Regions from separate parts of the Mus musculus genome. Here regions 1, 2, 3, 5 and 6 are each linked to region 4. Evidence: chromatin contacts called from public Hi-C, HiChIP or PLAC-seq and promoter capture Hi-C data. All regions are on one chromosome and are shown on one strand. Each heading gives the region's core, a stretch centred on a gene start, on an enhancer-like site or on the middle of the called end of the contact. The rest is flanking DNA. Distances are from core to core; before and after follow the strand shown. Region 1 holds the start of Fignl2 (fidgetin-like 2). Region 2 holds the start of Acvrl1 (activin A receptor, type II-like 1). Region 3 has its middle 16 kb from the start of Gm41402. Region 4 holds the start of Cela1 (chymotrypsin-like elastase family, member 1). Region 5 overlaps Atf1 (activating transcription factor 1). Region 6 overlaps Scn8a (sodium channel, voltage-gated, type VIII, alpha).

What was found. Promoter capture Hi-C pulls out the DNA fragments that hold promoters and counts their contacts. A called contact is a pair of places that touch in the nucleus more often than the background predicts. HiChIP or PLAC-seq counts read pairs in DNA pulled down with a chosen protein or histone mark.
Region 1: a promoter capture Hi-C map of hippocampal neurons shows a contact between it and region 4, with 4 times the contacts expected there. The contact joins the promoter of Fignl2 here to the promoter of Cela1 in region 4. A contact is called at or near these places in 9 of 39 promoter capture datasets (the 3T3-L1 cell line, 3T3-L1-derived adipocytes, the C10 cell line and 5 more), 1 of 115 datasets of contacts at active chromatin or transcription factors (bone marrow-derived macrophages) and 3 of 9 other capture datasets (adipose tissue, embryonic stem cells and pancreatic islet).
Region 2: a promoter capture Hi-C map of liver shows a contact between it and region 4, with 2.0 times the contacts expected there. The contact joins the promoter of Acvrl1 here to the promoter of Cela1 in region 4. A contact is called at or near these places in 6 of 39 promoter capture datasets (the 3T3-L1 cell line, the C10 cell line, hippocampal neurons and 1 more), 1 of 484 Hi-C or Micro-C datasets (liver) and 1 of 115 datasets of contacts at active chromatin or transcription factors (bone marrow-derived macrophages).
Region 3: a contact with region 4 is called in a Hi-C map of liver, with 2.3 times the contacts expected there. The contact joins the enhancer-like site here to the promoter of Cela1 in region 4. A contact is called at or near these places in 6 of 39 promoter capture datasets (the 3T3-L1 cell line, the C10 cell line, embryonic stem cells and 2 more), 1 of 484 Hi-C or Micro-C datasets (liver) and 1 of 115 datasets of contacts at active chromatin or transcription factors (embryonic stem cells).
Region 5: a contact with region 4 is called in an H3K27ac HiChIP or PLAC-seq map of embryonic stem cells, with 7 times the contacts expected there. The contact joins the enhancer-like site here to the promoter of Cela1 in region 4. A contact is called at or near these places in 5 of 39 promoter capture datasets (3T3-L1-derived adipocytes, frontonasal cranial neural crest, hippocampal neurons and 2 more), 1 of 484 Hi-C or Micro-C datasets (embryonic stem cells) and 1 of 115 datasets of contacts at active chromatin or transcription factors (embryonic stem cells).
Region 6: a contact with region 4 is called in a promoter capture Hi-C map of hippocampal neurons, with 3 times the contacts expected there. The contact joins the enhancer-like site here to the promoter of Cela1 in region 4. A contact is called at or near these places in 9 of 39 promoter capture datasets (the 3T3-L1 cell line, the C10 cell line, the HPC-7 cell line and 4 more), 1 of 115 datasets of contacts at active chromatin or transcription factors (microglia) and 1 of 9 other capture datasets (adipose tissue).

What each region holds. Positions count from the first base shown.
Region 1 is chr15:101,053,116-101,055,815 of GRCm38.p6, forward strand. Fignl2 (fidgetin-like 2) reads right to left here and starts at 1,284. Exons shown (of 1, transcript NM_001214911.2): 1 at 1-1,284. The coding sequence starts at 1,284.
Region 2 is chr15:101,127,254-101,129,953 of GRCm38.p6, forward strand. Acvrl1 (activin A receptor, type II-like 1) reads left to right here and starts at 1,269. Exons shown (of 11, transcript NM_001277257.1): 1 at 1,269-1,330; 2 at 1,674-1,810.
Region 3 is chr15:101,085,642-101,088,341 of GRCm38.p6, forward strand. No RefSeq gene overlaps it. Among named protein-coding and RNA genes, the nearest start is that of Gm41402, 16 kb to the right of the region's middle. Within about 2 kb of position 1,445, at least 39 of the 459 cell types and tissues checked have an H3K27ac peak or open chromatin away from gene starts, as enhancers often do. A contact at or near this core is called in liver, where this site is marked.
Region 4 is chr15:100,686,501-100,689,200 of GRCm38.p6, forward strand. It overlaps Cela1 (chymotrypsin-like elastase family, member 1), which reads right to left and starts at 1,420. Exons shown (of 8, transcript NM_033612.2): 1 at 1,354-1,420; 2 at 625-707. The coding sequence starts at 1,393.
Region 5 is chr15:100,247,567-100,250,266 of GRCm38.p6, forward strand. The region is part of intron 3 of Atf1 (activating transcription factor 1); the gene reads left to right. Among named protein-coding and RNA genes, the nearest start is that of Atf1, 21 kb to the left of the region's middle. Within about 2 kb of position 1,330, at least 25 of the 459 cell types and tissues checked have an H3K27ac peak or open chromatin away from gene starts, as enhancers often do. A contact at or near this core is called in embryonic stem cells, where this site is marked.
Region 6 is chr15:101,004,265-101,006,964 of GRCm38.p6, forward strand. All of the region lies in intron 12 of Scn8a (sodium channel, voltage-gated, type VIII, alpha), which reads left to right. Among named protein-coding and RNA genes, the nearest start is that of Fignl2, 49 kb to the right of the region's middle. Within about 2 kb of position 1,392, at least 116 of the 459 cell types and tissues checked have an H3K27ac peak or open chromatin away from gene starts, as enhancers often do. A contact at or near this core is called in hippocampal neurons, where this site is marked.

The DNA of each region.
Region 1 (2,700 bases), core at 34-2,533, 370 kb after region 4:
GGGCCCGAAGAACAGCACGGTCCGCGGCGGGAGCGCGCTGCCGGGACAGGCGGGCGGCCTCAGCAAGGGCCAAAGCAGCTCCTCCTCTAGGGCCGCCTTGAGCGCGCCCTGGCCCGCCACATCCGCCCACTGCACTGGGGGCCCGCAGTCTACCATCTTGCTGCTCACCAGCTCCAGCGCCCCCGGGTCCACGCCCTTGGCGGGCTCCCCCGACGGCTCCGCGAAGCCTCCGTGGGCGGCCGGGACCCGCTCCGGGAACTTGTCAAAGGGCTCGAGCTGCGGCGCGTAGGCGGGGGAGCCCAGGACCTTGAGAGGGCCGCCGCCGCCGTACTTGCCGGTCCCATCCTCCGTCGCCCCGGGTGGCTTCGAACGGAACCCGTTGCCCCGACACTCGGTGTCGTCCGCGGCGGGGTAGGAGGCGCCGTCGGCCGCGGGGGCCTTGGCCGGCTCGTAAGCGTACTTGCGGTAGCGGGCTTCCGCGCCCTCGTCCACCGCCTTGCGCTTCAGCGACACGCCCTCGGCGGCCGCGGGGAAGCCGTAGGGCGCGGGCCGGGGTGGCGCGGGCGCGGGCAGGGGCGTGGGCGCCGCCAGCCCGGAGGGCAAGTAGGGCGCGGGCGGCGCGGCGGGCGGCGGGAGCGCCCCGTAGCCGGGCTGCGCCGCGTAGCCGGCCGCCGGGTAGTTGTAGAGCGGCGCCGAGGGGCCGTAGCCGGGCGGCGGCGCTGGCTGCAGCAGCGCGGGCGGGGGCGGCGGGGCGAGCGCGGCGCTCGTTTGCGCGCAGTAGCCGGACGCCAGGTACCCGCCTCCGTAGCCCGCCGCGTACTCAGTGGCCGCCGACGGTCCCCCGCACGCGTTGCCCGTGTACAGCGGCTCAGTCAGGTTGCCAGCTACTACCGGGGAGCCCCCGAGGCCGGCGGAGCCACCCGCGCCAGCCGCCTTGGCTCCCGGGAGGCCTTCGTGGAGCGAGGCTAGAGGGTAAGGTGGCTCTGGCCCGGGCCAGGGCTCCGGGTCCCCTTTGGCACCGTTGAGGAAGGCGGCGTCACCGTAGCTGCCCAGGCCCGGGCGCTCGTAGTCCAGGACTCCGGAGTACTTCTCGGCGTAGCGCTTGAGGAGGTTGGAGGCTGTGAGGGCGGAAATGTCGTCGTGTGCCCAAGCGTAGTGGCAGCGCTGGCGACCCCCTGGAGGCAACTCCAACTTGTGAGCCGGCGACGGAGTGGTGGAGGAGACGTCCAGGTGCTGCTCTGGCCACTGGTTTAGGGGCTGGGCGTGTTCCGGTGTCCAGTGCATCTTCAACAGAGCTGCAGGCGAGAAGAACAGCGGCTGGTCAGCTCCTGCAGTGGCTCTAGGGACCCACTGACAGCTTGGTTAGCCAATGACAGGCTACCCGAGACCCTTTAGACCTAGAGTTAGTTTTTTAAAATAGTTTGCTGTACTCCAAGAGGAATGCAGAAATGCCATAGTAAACCTTCACTCCCGGCAAGTTACCCTGACCACACCGGCTATGCCCCTCCATGGACCAGATCGAGGGAAGGGCCAGACCATGTGAGGCTCACCCGTAGCAGACACTTGCTGTTCGCTCACTATGGGCCAGCCACTGCAGCGTATCAAGGTTTGTAAAGATTAGTGCAGCCTGTCCAGAGCTGCTGGATATGAGGCCCAACAGGTTGACATCCTACTCTGTCCACCTTGGCGTTCCCTTGAGATTCAAAGGTCCACCATAGGCCCTGGGATGTGAGCGTACCCATCAGCCCTGGAAACCACAGTGGCTAGCCCAGCAACCTTATTTCCTTGCGGTTTGATTTCTTCCGGCCTTTGGCTAAAGCTCAATCTTCAGGTCATACCCCTCCCCGCCCCAACCCACTCAAATTTATATTATGATTCGTAACAGTAGCCAAATTAGAGTTATGGAGTAGCAACAAAAATAATTTTGTGGTTGAGAATTACCATAACATGAGCAACTATATTTAAGGTTGCAGCATTAGGAAGATTGAGAACCACTGGCCTAAAGAAACTAGAACCTGGGAGCTGGAGAGATGGCTCAGTGGGTAAGAGCACCGACTGCTCTTCCAGAGGTCCTGAGTTCAATTCCCAGCAACCACATGGTGGTTCACAACTGTCTGTAATGGGGACTGGTGCCCTTTTCTAGTGTGTCTGAAGACAGCTACAGTGTACTCATACACATTAAATAAATAATAAATAATTTAAAACAAAAAACTAGAACCTGACCGAATGCTGTTTGTTTGCCTGCTACCTGCTCCATCCAAAATGACTCTTATCACCTTACAAACATTATTTGGGATGAACAGATGGTGTGCTGAGGTATGTGAGATAGTACGAGCATGCAGATCATGTCAAGTGCATCACAGGGCTGGTAAAGTACCTGCCTCATCTCATGCTCGGGGACCCGGGTTCTATCACCCGAGGGGTTAAAGATGAACCCTACTTTGTTCTGAGCTCCCCAGTCACCAAATGAAGAGGGAGCTGTGGTCAGACTCATTTCACAAAACACCCTTACTCAAAGGGAGCAAAACTATTTGTGGTGTGGGGATCCTAGAGCCAATCTGTGAGATACCACCTCTGGACCATGAAGAGGGTAAATGTTCCCAGGCTGGTCCTACACCCTCCTCTAGCACCCATCAAGGCACCAGTCCTGAACCAATAAGAGATACAGGGCCCAAGAAATAGAACCATGTAGGCACCTGC
Region 2 (2,700 bases), core at 19-2,518, 440 kb after region 4:
GCCACTTCCCAGCTCCTGACCTTACCCATGGTCCCCTATCTGCCCCTTCCCAAGGAGGCGGACCTTAGACTTGGGCTGCAGAGGTCCCATGGGTCCTGTCCCACTCAAGACAGAGAGCCGCCGGCTGGAGAATGAAAGGCTTACCGGAAGCCATGGCATGTGGGAGGAAGAGTGGGTGTGAAGATGGTCATGTATCCAAGCTCCCTGTTCTATAGAGTGTAACAAAGCGACCACCACAATCTGGAAAAGCAGATACTGTAATCCATAGTACTGCAAGACATGGTCTGTCCTGACCCTGAAATTTGGTTGAGCCGGGGCTCTGGAAGGTCATGGGGCTCACAATTCAAGAAGCTGCTAGCATGTGGAGCTCAGCAGAGGAAGTAAGACCAGTGGGAGCCTCCCGCCTTTCTCTCCCCCAGCCTCTATCCTTGCCAAAGGATAGGGCACCTCTGTCCCATCTTGCAAAATCTACATGACAGGCATGACACCTTAGAGATTGCTTCTGTGTTCTCCCACTGGGCTAGGGCCACCCCTTCCCTAGCCTTCTCAAATATTAGCCGACAAACTCCTTCCTTGAGGAACTTAGATAGGCACCATCTTTTACCGTTTGAAAGATGGAACACTATGCTCATTAGTAGCGGGGGGGGGGGGGGGGGGTTGAAGCCCCTGGAGGTGTTAGTGGGGTCACAGCAACTAGCCTGGATTCCCAGCTGGTGGAACTACTTCAAGGTCCCCCACAAGGATATTCACAAGGCTAAGAGTAAAACTCAAGTCCTGCCCAGGAAAGCATAGATTTTCACCCAGTCCCAGCCTGTACTGCCGATCAGGAAGAGGAAGAGTGTCCTGTCTTCCCCATCCCGAGCCCTCTGCCCAACTCCCCAGCCGCAGGTCCCAGCCTCACAAGGTTCCATGCCCCAAATTCTAAAGCTCCCCATCTGGTAGTTGTGCCCCGCCCCCATCCCGTGGTTGGGGTCCCAGCCCGGCTAGACAAAAAGGACACGGCTGAACAGAAAAGACAAGGTGGCCTTTCCCTCTATTCTGGCCACCCCTGACCTGAGGGAGAGGAACAACTAACTGTCAAGCCTTGAGGTGCACAGACCAGACTGACTCAGAACGGACCTATCTAGGTTTCTTTAGCCCGAGGCTGAGCGTTGATGGCCAGCACTGTGGACAACGGAAGGGAACAAAAGTATTAAGGGTGAAGGGCTGGAATTTGGAGGCAAAAAGATTTAAGCCAACTGGAGAATCCAAAGGGCGGAGCCAACTCTGGAGCAGACACTCCCAGCCCAAACTCAGCTTTCTTAGCGCTGTTCCTTAGGAGTGAGCACAGGTAAGTTGGCTGCTACCTCACGCGGGTCCCTCCCTGAAGCCCTCACGAATCTAGATTTCTGCCTCTGGGTGCAGGCTACCCTCTCCTGGCCTAGAGCGACGCTTCCGCAGCTAGCTCAGTCCCTACGTTCCTACCCAGGACGCACGGGACCCCAATGCCTGGGTTCGAAGCCTGTCCCTTCGTGGCAGGGAGGGGCTGGGGTGGTCGCACTCGGTCTGCAGCCCTCTAGAGCCGAGCCCTGCTGCTGGGAGGCGTACTGGGCAATAGGAAACGAGTTATTAGGAGGGAGTGGTGGAGCCGGGCCAGGCAGGAAGAAGCTAGAATAAGAAACATTTTGCTCCAGCCCCTTCCCAGTCCCCGGAGGCCGCCGCGCCAGCCGCGCAGATCGAGACCTTTCCCGGCCCCACAGGCCGGCTCTGGACGTGAGACCCCGGCCGCCTCCGGCAAGGAGAGGCGGGGGTCGAGTCGCCCTGTCCAAAGGTGAGTCGGAGTGCCGCTGGGCCGGGCAGGGAGACCTGTCCCTGGTCTCAGGGGGACCCTTCTTTATGTGGATCTCAAAGACCTCTCAGACGGCGCGTGGCAGGGTCAGTTTTAGCCGGGCAAGACAGTCAGCAGTCCCCTGGTTGTGGACACACACCTCCCTGCTACCCCGACCTGAGCGTGGAAGGGGGCGGGTCGAGCACGGATGGGGAATCAAAAAACTTTTTTTGCTAGGTATCCTGAGGCCTTTAGCTTCTCTTCCCTGCCGAGATTAACTCTTCTACCCTTATCTATAAAGGTAAAACGGGACTGAAAGATTCTTCCCTCCTGAGCTCCAGGGTGCTCTGTTGACATAGGAGCGACTTCCCTTGCGGAACCTCCTCATAGAGACCACTTAACCTGGCACCCCAATCCTTATCTCTATAGGGTCACAGAATTCCCCTGCCGTGGGTGTCCTTGACATTCCCCTTTAGGGACTCCTGGCCCTCCCCCAGGCTGAGATCCAGGCAGTCAGTCAGCCCTGCAGAGAACAGCTCTGCTTTCTTAGGTCTTCCTTTGAAGGACACATTCCCCTGCTCACGAGCAACTTCTGGATGAGTTCGGCCCCCTCTCTGACCCTCCAGGGTCAGTCTGTCTAGGGGGTCTGTCTAGGGTCTTTCCTCTCTGGATCCTCACCACTCTAGCTGGCCCCCCACCTGTCTTCACAATTATCCTTCTTTGTTGTGGGTGGTTTTGCTCACACAGCCTATCAGATGGGAGATAACTGTGCCCAGCTTGTGGAAGAGAGGTCAGCTTCAGGCTTTGGATGACTCTGAGAAGGGTGTCAGTCAATGACATCAGGAGACACCATGGTTGGGAGGTTTTTTGTTTGTGTTTGTTTGTTTGTTTGT
Region 3 (2,700 bases), core at 195-2,694, 400 kb after region 4:
TACTGAAGAAAAAAAAAAGCACAACTACTTTATTTTTTAACAAATATATTTTTAAAAGATGTATTTATTTTATATGAGTACACTGTCACTGTCTTCAGACACCCCAGAAGAGGGCGTCAGATCCTGTTACAGATGGTTGTGAGCCTCCGTGTAGTTGCTGGGAATTGAACTCAGGACCTCTGGAAGAGCAGTCAGTGCTCTGAACTGCTGAACCATCTCCCCAGCCCTGCATGACTACTTTATATTTATTGGAAAGGAAAGCCAATTAAACTGACTAGGATTCCATATTGCTTATTGAAAAGACTTTTAAAAATAAATGCAAACACCCATTGCTGGACCCTGTGAGCTGCCTTGCCAGTGAGCCTTCTCTCCAGCCCAGCCCACTTCAGCTCCATCCATAAGTGCATTTGAAAACAGGCTCCTCACTTTGTAAAACATTATTTATTTATTTATTTATTTATTTATTTATTTATTTATTTGTTTGAGTGGGTACACGTTCATGGCATAGTTCAGAGGGTAAATTTTGAGAGTCTGTTCTTCCCTGCAGAGTAAGCCCTGGGAGTCCAACTCAAGTTACCAGACTTAGCAGCAATCACCTTTACCCACTGAGCCAGTTCAGCTGCCCTTGTGTGTGTGTGTGCACGCGCATCTAGGTGTTTTGCCTTATTATACTCTGTATACCACATTCACAATGTGCCTGGGCAGGCCAGAAGAGGGTCCTCTAATCCCTTGGGATTGGGATTTCAGACAGCTATGAGCCACCATGGAGATGCTGGGCTTCAAACCCAGTGCCTCATAAGAACTGAACCATCCCTCCAGCCTCCTGCCTCTTTTTTTTCCCCTCTTTGAGGCAGGGCGTTACTGTGCTGTGCAGACCCTGAGCTCACACTAGTCCAGGACGAACTTGTGACTGTCCTGCTCCAGTGCCCCACACAGCAGGGATTGCAGTCCCGTGCCACCAGGTCAGGCTTGCAAATACATCTCTGACATCAGTCACTTTAGCTCGCCTATAACACGGAGGATGTGGATAAAATGAAAGTTCTCTTAAAACTGTATCCCATTCAGGAAGGAGCCGTTCTCTCTTGTGCTTAGTGAGTGTTGTTCTGAGCTTCGTCTCCCCAAACCAAAAAGAATTAAGTAAGAGGAAAAAGCTTTCTCATGTTCGGAGTCTGGTTCCTGGAATCATTTTTAAACTCTGTACTGCTGGCGCCCGACTTTTGTGCAGATCCCCTGAACCCTCGAGAAGACGGATGAAATTTGTGATCGGACATCTCCGAAGTGCACTGTACAATATAAACTGCCCATTGCTGGGTAAAAAGTTGTCCCAAACTTAACAGTTTTGACAGCAAACATTTTATTCTCTAAGGGGCAGGAGCACAGGAGTCTTAACTGCCTGGTTCTGGCTCATCATGGCCTCTTGTGAAACTGTACACAAGTTGTCCTGCCCGGTGCTGGAGAATCTCCAAGGTCATTCCTGTGGCTGGTGGCAGACCTCAGTTCCCTGTTGGCACTGGCTGGGTGCCCGAGGTTCTCACAGTTTCTACAGAACTGTTTCCTCATGATGGAAATCCTGGCCCCATTCAAAAGGTTGATGCTGAGTCAGGACTAAGACATCACAGTTAGTAACTGTCCTTTGAGACATCAGGAACGCCAGGAAAGTCTGAGGGGTTTTATTGCTGCAACAAACCACCATAACCAAAAAGCAAGCTGGAAAGGCTAGGGGTTCTTGGCTTATATTTCTACAGCACTATTCATCACCAAAGGAGGGCAGGACAGGAACACAAAGAGGGCAGGAACATGGAGGCAGGAGCCGATGCAGAGGCCATGGAGCGATGCTGCTTATGGGTTGCTTGTAATGGCTTGCTCAGCCTGCTTTCTTTTTATTTTATTTTATTTATGTATTTATTCATTTGTTTGTAGAACCCAGAACCCAAGGAAAAGGCTGGGACCTTCCACCTAAATCACTAATTAAGAAAAAGCCCCACATTTGGACCCTATGGAGACGTATTCTCAATTGGCATTCCCTTCTCTCTGATAATTCCAGCTTGTGTCAAGTTGACAGAAGACTAGCCAGCACAGCTACCAAGTTCACACATACAGGAAGGGTCGCTGACTCATGGGGTCGTCTAGATGACATATTAAGATGCCACTGAATGTAAGATATACAACAATTTTTAAAGTGCTAAAAAGGAAACCAGGTGTGGTTGCCCACACCACAGGACACAGAGGGCTGTTGCAGGAGGATTGCCACAAGTTTGCTGACAGGCTAGGCTACAAAGGAGTTCCAAGCTAGCTTTGGCTGTAGAATAAGACCTTGTCTTAGAACAAATAAAGAAAAACATGTGCTGGAATGTAAAGCTGAGAGTTGGTGAGACGGCGTGTCCCAGAAGCCTGGAGCATCCGGGTTCCCAGGTCTATCTTTGTGCTCTGACACCGTCTCTGGGTGGTTCCTCTGAGGGTCACTGTGTTAGCCAATTTTTATCATCATGACAAAATCTCAGAGACAAATGATTGAGAGGAAGAAAGATTCATTTGGGTTCCTAATTTCAGAGCCTCCGTGGTAACTCAGCTATGGTAACTCGGCTGGGTCGTTTCTAGGTGAGTTACAGTGAGGAAAAGCACGACTGTGTGTGCTGAAGCTTTACTTCACAGGCAGTGAGAGTCAGGAGGAGGCCAGGGCCAGGGCATATCCCCAGTGGC
Region 4 (2,700 bases), core at 170-2,669:
CCTGTCAGCAAACAACAAACAAAAGCCTGGATGCTGTGGAAAGCATCTGGGGTTCCCAGCACTCTCTGGTGAGGCGGGAGGTGCAGACCGGAGAGTGACCCAGAAGCTTGGGGAGTTCAGTGAGGCGGGTGAGGGGTTGGCACCAGCATGGTATGCAGCATACAGCGGAGCGGCAGAAACATGAAAGGCCACGCCACAAACATGGTGGAAGGTTAGCAACCTTCTGTGCTGTGGCAGTCTGGCACTTTGTCTGTGTCTCTGTGTCTCTGTGTCTCTCTCTGTGTGTGTCTCTCTCTCTCTCTATCTCTCTCTCTCTGTCTCTCTCTCTCTCTCTCTCTCTCTCTCTCTCTCTCTCTCTCTCTCTCACACACACACACACACACACACACACGTTTGAGAGTCTATGACCACAAGACTGGTATATAAATTCATCCCCCGCCCCCAATCATTTTGTATTTAGACTCCCACCTCAGTCTTGTTCCACACATGGTTAAAATCTAGAATTAGACAGCAAGTGAGCTGCCTGCTGGTAAAAACACATATACACCTAAAATACATTTTTGGGGGTGTGTGATGCACAGCATCTTTTGTTTGGGTAAAAGCCTGGGCTAGAGCAACACCCACCTGAGACGGCCAAGAGTTCCTCCGGGCTTCAGCCCCTCCAACCACGCGGGCGTCAGTTTCCGGAACGTCCTCGGTACTGTGTCCTTTGTGGGGCAGAGAGCGAGTGATGACTAAGCGTGGGTCTGGCCGGGTGGGGGGTGGGGCGAGGCAGCTACACTGTGAAGACTGTTAGCTTTGTCTGCAGATTTACTGCTCTCCCCCAAAACACTGAGGGGCCAGTTCTGAGTCATCTGTGCCCCTTTTGCTTCTTTTGAAAACAGTGCCTCAGAGTGCTTTCTTTTCCTCTGGGGTGTCTGAAGTGTCTGGGGTGTCATTTTCCCTTGCCATGAAAGTCCTGCCCAAACCACTAAGCTAGGGTCCACTGGTGCCTAGGCTCACCCCCACTCAAGGCCACCGCTCAGCTGAAGGAAACCCCTCCCGGGCTTCAGGAGGATTCTCCAGGAGCAGTGTGCATCCAATCAAGCAGTGTCTGGGCATCTTGCAGCCAAGAGGGCTGGTGGGGAACTCCCAAGGGGCTCCTTCTCTGCCTCTTGACTCAACCTCCTGCAAGGCCAGGCAGTGCGCCTCAGCGCCTGTCCTTTGCTCAAGGAGAGTAAGGCTTTTGCTAGGCTGACAGACACAGCTTTCTGCCTTCCTCTGAGATAGAAAGCCAGCCAGGGCGTAGAGACTTTATGATCCTCCCTGCTCAAGTCCACCTCCCTCAGAACTTGGGCCAAATGATCCACTTACCACACAGGACCAGGGAAGCAAACACCAGGAAGCGCAACATGTTGTGGAGAGAGTAGACCACTGTCCCCTTGCCATGAACCGAGCCCTCTTTATACGCCTCTTATCAGCAGCTTTGCTGACCTTCCTCCTGCCAGCTGGGCAGGGCCATGGGTAGAAGGCAGGGAAAAGCGCAGGTGACATGAAAGTACAAATGAACAAAATTTTAAGTCAACTCATTTATCTGATATTCAAAGACAGAACAAGGACGGCATCCACTTAACCCAAGTCAACTGAGTTGACCTCAGTTGAGACGCAGCCTGCAAATCCTTAGCGGGCTTTCGAGATGGCTGAGAGGGTGAAGCCGTTTGCCACCAAGCTGACCACCTACGTTCAATCCTCGCAACTCACATGGTGGAAGAGTGGATGGATTCCTGCGAGTTGTCCCCTGCTTGCCACACGCATGCCCTCATGCACACATGGACACACCACAAACACATAGATAGGTAAACACAATAATAAAAAATTCAAAATGGGACTGGAGAGATGGCTCAGAGGTTAAGAGCACTGACTGCTTGCTCTTCCAGAGGTCCTGAGTTCAATTCCCAGCAACCACATGGTGGCTCACAACCATCTGTAATGGGATCTGATGCCCTCTTCTGGTGCATCTGAAGTCAGCTACAGTGTACTTACATAAAATAAATAAATCTTTTTTTTTTTTTTTTAATTCAAGATGAAGAATGAGGATTGCTTTTTTTGGTCATATGTGCCCCGTGTTGTCCGAATCTCTCCCATCACCCACCACTGTCCCACTGTCCACTGTGGCACTATACATACAGAGACCTGTCCTGTGCACGTAGGGATTGGGGTTTGGGGAGCAGGTGAGGCATGGCACCTTCTCTATGTCCAAAGAGGGAGATGGGTTTGTCCACAGCACAGAGATGTAGGCTGAAACCCAGGAACAGAGCGAAGATGATGCTATGAAGAGGAAACAGGTCTGGAAAGGTTCCAGAGGGAAGCTACTCTCAGGGCAAGAGCATGTGAGCAGGAGGGCTGAGAGCACAGCAGGGGAAGGACCAGCAGAAGAAGGAGGTCAGAGGGTGGTATGCCCCAGAGAGTATAGAGGGCCATGAGCGGGGCACAAGATGGCCGGCCTCAGAGCAGAGGACTGTGGGAACAGTAGCTCAGAAGCTGCCAGGCTTCCCCGGGACCCTAGTTACCTTTGAACCGGAGTCCAGGTTTTGGGGCTGCAGGGTTGGGAGAGGCTGGGGAAAAGGCTTATAGGAAATCTGTCCCCTGAGCCTTCAGGAGAGTCAATGCCCAGGTAACTTGAGTGGCTCCATCTGCAGCTCACCTTCAAGCATCCAGAAA
Region 5 (2,700 bases), core at 80-2,579, 440 kb before region 4:
CCCGCTAGGAAAGTAGAATTAACAGAAAAATCCAACAGCACAAAGTAGCAAAAACCCCAGCCGCAGAAGTCTGTCAGTTAAAGACGATATGGAGCTAGGTACTCGGAATTTTGATTGAATCAACAGTGGACAGGTGTGTTGTTATCTTTGTGTAGTTTTGAAAGGGTTTGTTTTCTATAGTTTTGATTGTGTGCATGTGTTAGGGTGTGTGCATGAGTACAGTGCCCACAGAGGCTGGAAGAGGCTTACATGCCCTGGAGCTGGTGCTTATGAGTTGCCCGACAAGGGCACTGAAAAACAAACGCAGGTCCTCTGCAAAAGTGATCTTAACCACTGGGCCATCCCTAGGCTGCAATAACTGCCATCTTTAATGCCATTTTAAATAGGAAAGATTGATTTGGTTCCATTTGACTGGTTTGGCTCCATTGGTTTTGTGCCTGTGTAAAGTCTATGTTCATCGGGAGCGTGTTGTAGGATGAGACCCTCATAGTACACAACATAGCAAAGGGGCTGCATCCTAGCGCTCTGCCTACGGGCCTTCCCCAGTTCCTTCATTCCCTGCTCTGGGCTCCAAAGCACAAGTTTACAATGGAACCTGATGTAATTAACACACGGTGCTTCAGAGGATATCACCCTTTTGTTTTAACAAATCAACAATTGTGTGTGGGGAACCCTAAAGAATTCAACTGAAAGCTAAAAAAGCTAAAAGAAATAATGTATTAGCAGACAGCAACAGATGTAGTATAAGCTCCCTAAAGAACCCAGATCATGAAATTAGCAGGGACTCTATGTCTGGTTTAAATCAGGAAAGATACAGAGACCCTACCACTGGAACAGAAGACTGGGAGGACTTTGAAAATGAACAAACCTAGAAAGATAGGTAGGTCCTTTACAACAGTTTAGATGTGATTGAAGAATGGGGGAATCAGAGAATCCAAGTAAACTACCCAGGATGAGCACAAAGGTAAATAGGAGGAAGGAGAGGATGGGAGGCGTGCGTCTATGCGTCTACATGAGCTACATCTTGTCCACTGGCCAGCACACTAGGCGGCTGTTGCTGAGCTAGCTGTGCTCCCAGCCCAGATAAGTGTTAGATTTTAAAAAGCTTCCAAAAGTGAGAAAGTATTTAGAAAGGAATGACTGTTAAGCTAACAACAGATGTTTTGAACAGTACCATTAGACATTAATGGACTGAGATCTACCTTTCAGCCTAGAATTCTGTACTTAGGAATGTACCCCAGTTGTGGTTTGAATATGCATGGCCCTGGGAGCTACACTATTAGCATGTGTGGCCTTGTTTGTGTAGGTGTGGCCTTGATGGAGGAAGTCTGTCACTGTGGGATGGGCTTTGAGACCTTCCTCTTAGCTTCCTGGAAGTCAGTCTTCCAGCTACCTTCGGAACAAGGGCTCTTAGCCCCTCTAGAGCCATAATAATGGATTAAATTTCTGTACCTGTAAAGCCAACCCCAATTTAATGTTGTTCTTACAAGAGTTGCCTTGGTCATGGTGTCTTCACGACAGCGAAACCCTAACTAGGATACCAGTGGTTAATGTCATTACTAAGACTTGCCTAGCATGTGCAAGACCTGGGGTTTGGTGTCCCTGTGCTTCCCCAAAAGATGAGTGTTTACTTGTTACTGTCGGCTTCTTACAACAATAACAACGACTCATTTGGTGGCTTGATAACAAAATAGGGAACTGGGGACATATGTCAACGTAGAGCATTTATCTGTATGTACCAAGGCCCTGGGTTTGATCCCCAGTGCCACAGAAGGGAAAGAAATAAGAGAACCTAGCACAGGGAATGACAGCACCCAAGTGTAGGACAGGAGTTAATCTGAAGTAGTATGTTGTACCATTACCATCTATTGATTCCTGGTATGAAGCGAGCGCATAGATATTCTATGTTCTGATGTTTATACTCTGAGTGTTTAATAGTTTGACATTGAGAATGGAATGAGCACTGCATTCTGGGATATGGCATGCATGTGACTGTCAGAGGACACCTGCAGGCTGACGGTTCTCCATTAACCATGTGGATTCCTGGTTTAGACTCCAGTCGTCAGGCTTGGCAACCCGGGCCATCCAGCCACCCTGGCCTTGAACTCTGAGAAGTGTGGCTTCTCTTCCATGATGGCTATAGTATTGGAAGTTGGAAAGGCCCTTTGTTCTTTGAGTGAAAGACCCTTGAGAACAGCCATCTTTCCTGCCGAGGAAGGACACTTTATAGCTGTCCAAGGGCCTTGCACCTCCGGAGGTGCTCCGGTCTGTTCCTCTTCAGTGTGTGACTGACATAAAATGTAGCTAGCCTCAAGAATATCATAATGATAAGCGCTAAACAAAAGGACTCCCCAACCCCCAAGGCTTAACGGTATGGCTTGGGGCTCTATAGATACCTGTGCTACTTATTTTTGGTTTTTTGAAACAGGGTTTCACTGTGTATCTCTGATTGGCATGGAACTTCACAGATCCGCCTGTCTCTGCCTCTGGGATTAAGGGTGTGCACCACCAAGTGCAGGTTGATTATTGTAAACATCTCAAACAGTCAACAGATACTAAACTCCATGTCCCAATGTTATGTGTGTTTGTGGTCTCTCTTTCTATACAAAAACAAGCAAAAAAAGGAAGTTATGTGGAGGTTGTGTGCACGCCTTTAATGTCAGAGAGAGAGATCCATGAGCGGCCTGTTCTGAGTGGAGT
Region 6 (2,700 bases), core at 142-2,641, 320 kb after region 4:
CAGCACTTCTCTGTTGGTAGGTTCGACTGTTCCCATAGCCTGTGCCTGTCCTATCACCACACCCTCCAGTCCTGTACTTTGTCTTGTCTCCTTTAATTGAAGCTGAGGAGCTGGGACTGCTATAAGCAAAGAGCAGTGAATGGCTGCAACTGAGTAATGTGAGCAGATTAAAGACATTAACAAAGAGCCACTGGTTTTAACCACAGCCCCTGGCTCTAGTTACTGCTTGCTACATTAAGAGCATTAAATGAATAATTATCCTGCTTCCAAGACTTGCAATTGGAAAGGTCTGATGTCATTTTAATCCAAAGATTTAAATAATTGCTTTTGAAGCCAAGAAACAGGCTCTTGCCTACCTAAAGGTTTAGGTACCGTAGTGGAGAATTCTAGAATTGGTTCTTAAGAAGAAAAGCCTCTCTGCCCCTCCCTACCTGATCCTGTATAAAACTCACTCAGCAGTGTCCTGTAAACTGACAAATCCCCAGCTAGCAGAGCCATGAGCTCTGGGATGTGTCAGCACTGGGTCGGATGTAGGCCTGCGAGTGCAGCCTCACTGTTCCTCAGAGCAGTGAAGAACACTGAGGAAGAGAGCTTGGAGGAGGCAGTGCTTTTAGTGCTGCAGTGTGACAGTTCTGATTCCCTGGGGAGGAATGGTCATGGCCATTGCTGCCCCTCGAGCAGCCATCTAGTCCCTGCTGCTGAAAACTGCCCAGGCAGTGGGCACTCTTTCCTGCGCAGCCAAAAACTGCTGGAAGTTTTTGAGTTGAGGAAAACTCTTGCCATAAACCTTTTGGTCCCTCAAAGTCACTGTCGTGGTGGACTGAGGGTGCACGTTGGAAACAGTCTCCAGTATTCCTGGGACTGACTCATAGGGCAACCCTTCAAAAATGCCCAGAAGAAAGGCAGGAGAAAGACCACAAACTCCAGACACTCACCCCCTTATCTCAGCTCATTCCTGGAACACTTTGCCACGGAGGCCTGTGGGGCTGGCCGGTAACAGCAGAGAACCCGTAAAAACATCAGATACAATGTATATCTGCTGTTCCTGTCACTAGGGAATCTGAGGCGGGAAGATCCAATGTACCCATGAGATAACATAATGAGATCCCCATCTCCAAAAAAACTGATACAAAGAAACTAACAAGCCTTCATTGAGCCAAGGATCCATGAAACCAAGTATCCACTGAGACAAGGACCCACTGAGACAAGGACCTTCACCTCCCACCCTCACTGTGCTCTCTATGGCACTGACCCACTGGGGCTTTCCTCAGCTCACCGATGTAGCTAGGGACCGGAAACAGCCTGTAGGGATCCTCTAGGTGGCCCAAAGGTAGAGAACCCCTTTACTGTCTGCTAAGACATGGAGACAAGTGCAGCGTACGTAAGGTGCGGCAGTCATGTCATCTCTCAGATGTGAACAGTCAGGGCTTCACCTTCCCCAGCAGAACCACTAAGCTGCAGACATTGCGAGAAGGGAGGAGATAAAAAAGGAACGGAACCGAATTTCCAAATATGCACTGTAAGAATTTATGGAAATCAGAGAACCTTTTCGTTTTTCTTTTTCAGGGATGAAAACTAAATTTACCTTGGGAAAGGGGGGAGTTCTGCGGGAAGGAGGCTGAGGCAAATTCTCTTCACAGACTTCTTTTCCCACGCAGACTCCCACGTGGCTCTCACTGGGGCCCTTCAGTCTGAAAACCAAGGCAACCATTTTCTTAGCAACCAGGGAGCCAGTCTGATACCCAACCAAACCACCCCTCCCTAAAATAAAGTCATTGCCATGGGCCACACCAGCTGGCTGGAGAAGGGGAAGCAAGCCGGTTGACACCCCCTTCTAGAGGAAGCATTGGAAATTTTTGTGTATTTTGTTTTTATTTGTTTGCTTACTTGATTGATGGTGGGGTTTGCTTTTATAGAAATCAGGGCTTATTATGCAATCCAAACTAGTGCAGTCATTTAGCCCAGGCTGGCCTCAAATTAATAATTAGTCTCCTGTATGTTCGGTTTATAGGCGTGCCCAGCTTTGGGGAGGATTTCATTTTTATTTTATTGGTGTCACTGGGGTTGAAGTCCTGTGAACCTGTGATATATATCTCTCTCTCTCTCTATATATATATATATAGAGAGAGAGAGAGAGAGAGTTTATCATAGGGAGGGGAGTTAAGAGGGTAATAAAGGCAAATAAAGGCAGAGAGAGAGTAGAGAAGTAGAAGAATAGAGGCTGGCCATGAGCATGGGGGGGGGGGGGGCGGGGAATGGGGAAGGAGCAAGGGGACAGAGAGGGAGCAAGAAGCCAAGAGACCAAGAGAAGGAACAAGAGAGCAAGTTCAGGTTCTTGAAGAACATCTTCACTAGATGAGGAACTGTTTCATTTCCTGTAACTTGAGGAGGGTCTTGCAGTCCGAGCGATCAACACACGGAGGTTGGAGTGGCCACAAGCTAAGCAGCTCTCTGCCTTAGCTATCTAATCATTCTTTTTATTTTGGCTTCCTACATAATCAGAGAGACCCTTTATTCAGTGTCTGTTCCGTGCTGAGAGTCCCACAGTTCTGGGGACGGACCTGCGTGGCTCTAGGGAGGGAGCCTGGGAAGGAGGGCGTGTCTTGGACCGGGCTGTAAGCTCCTCCCCTCACAGTCAGCCAGAGCAGTTCCCGGCTGACCTGTATGTAGGGGCCACGTGAGGCGGTTGAAAAGCTAGGT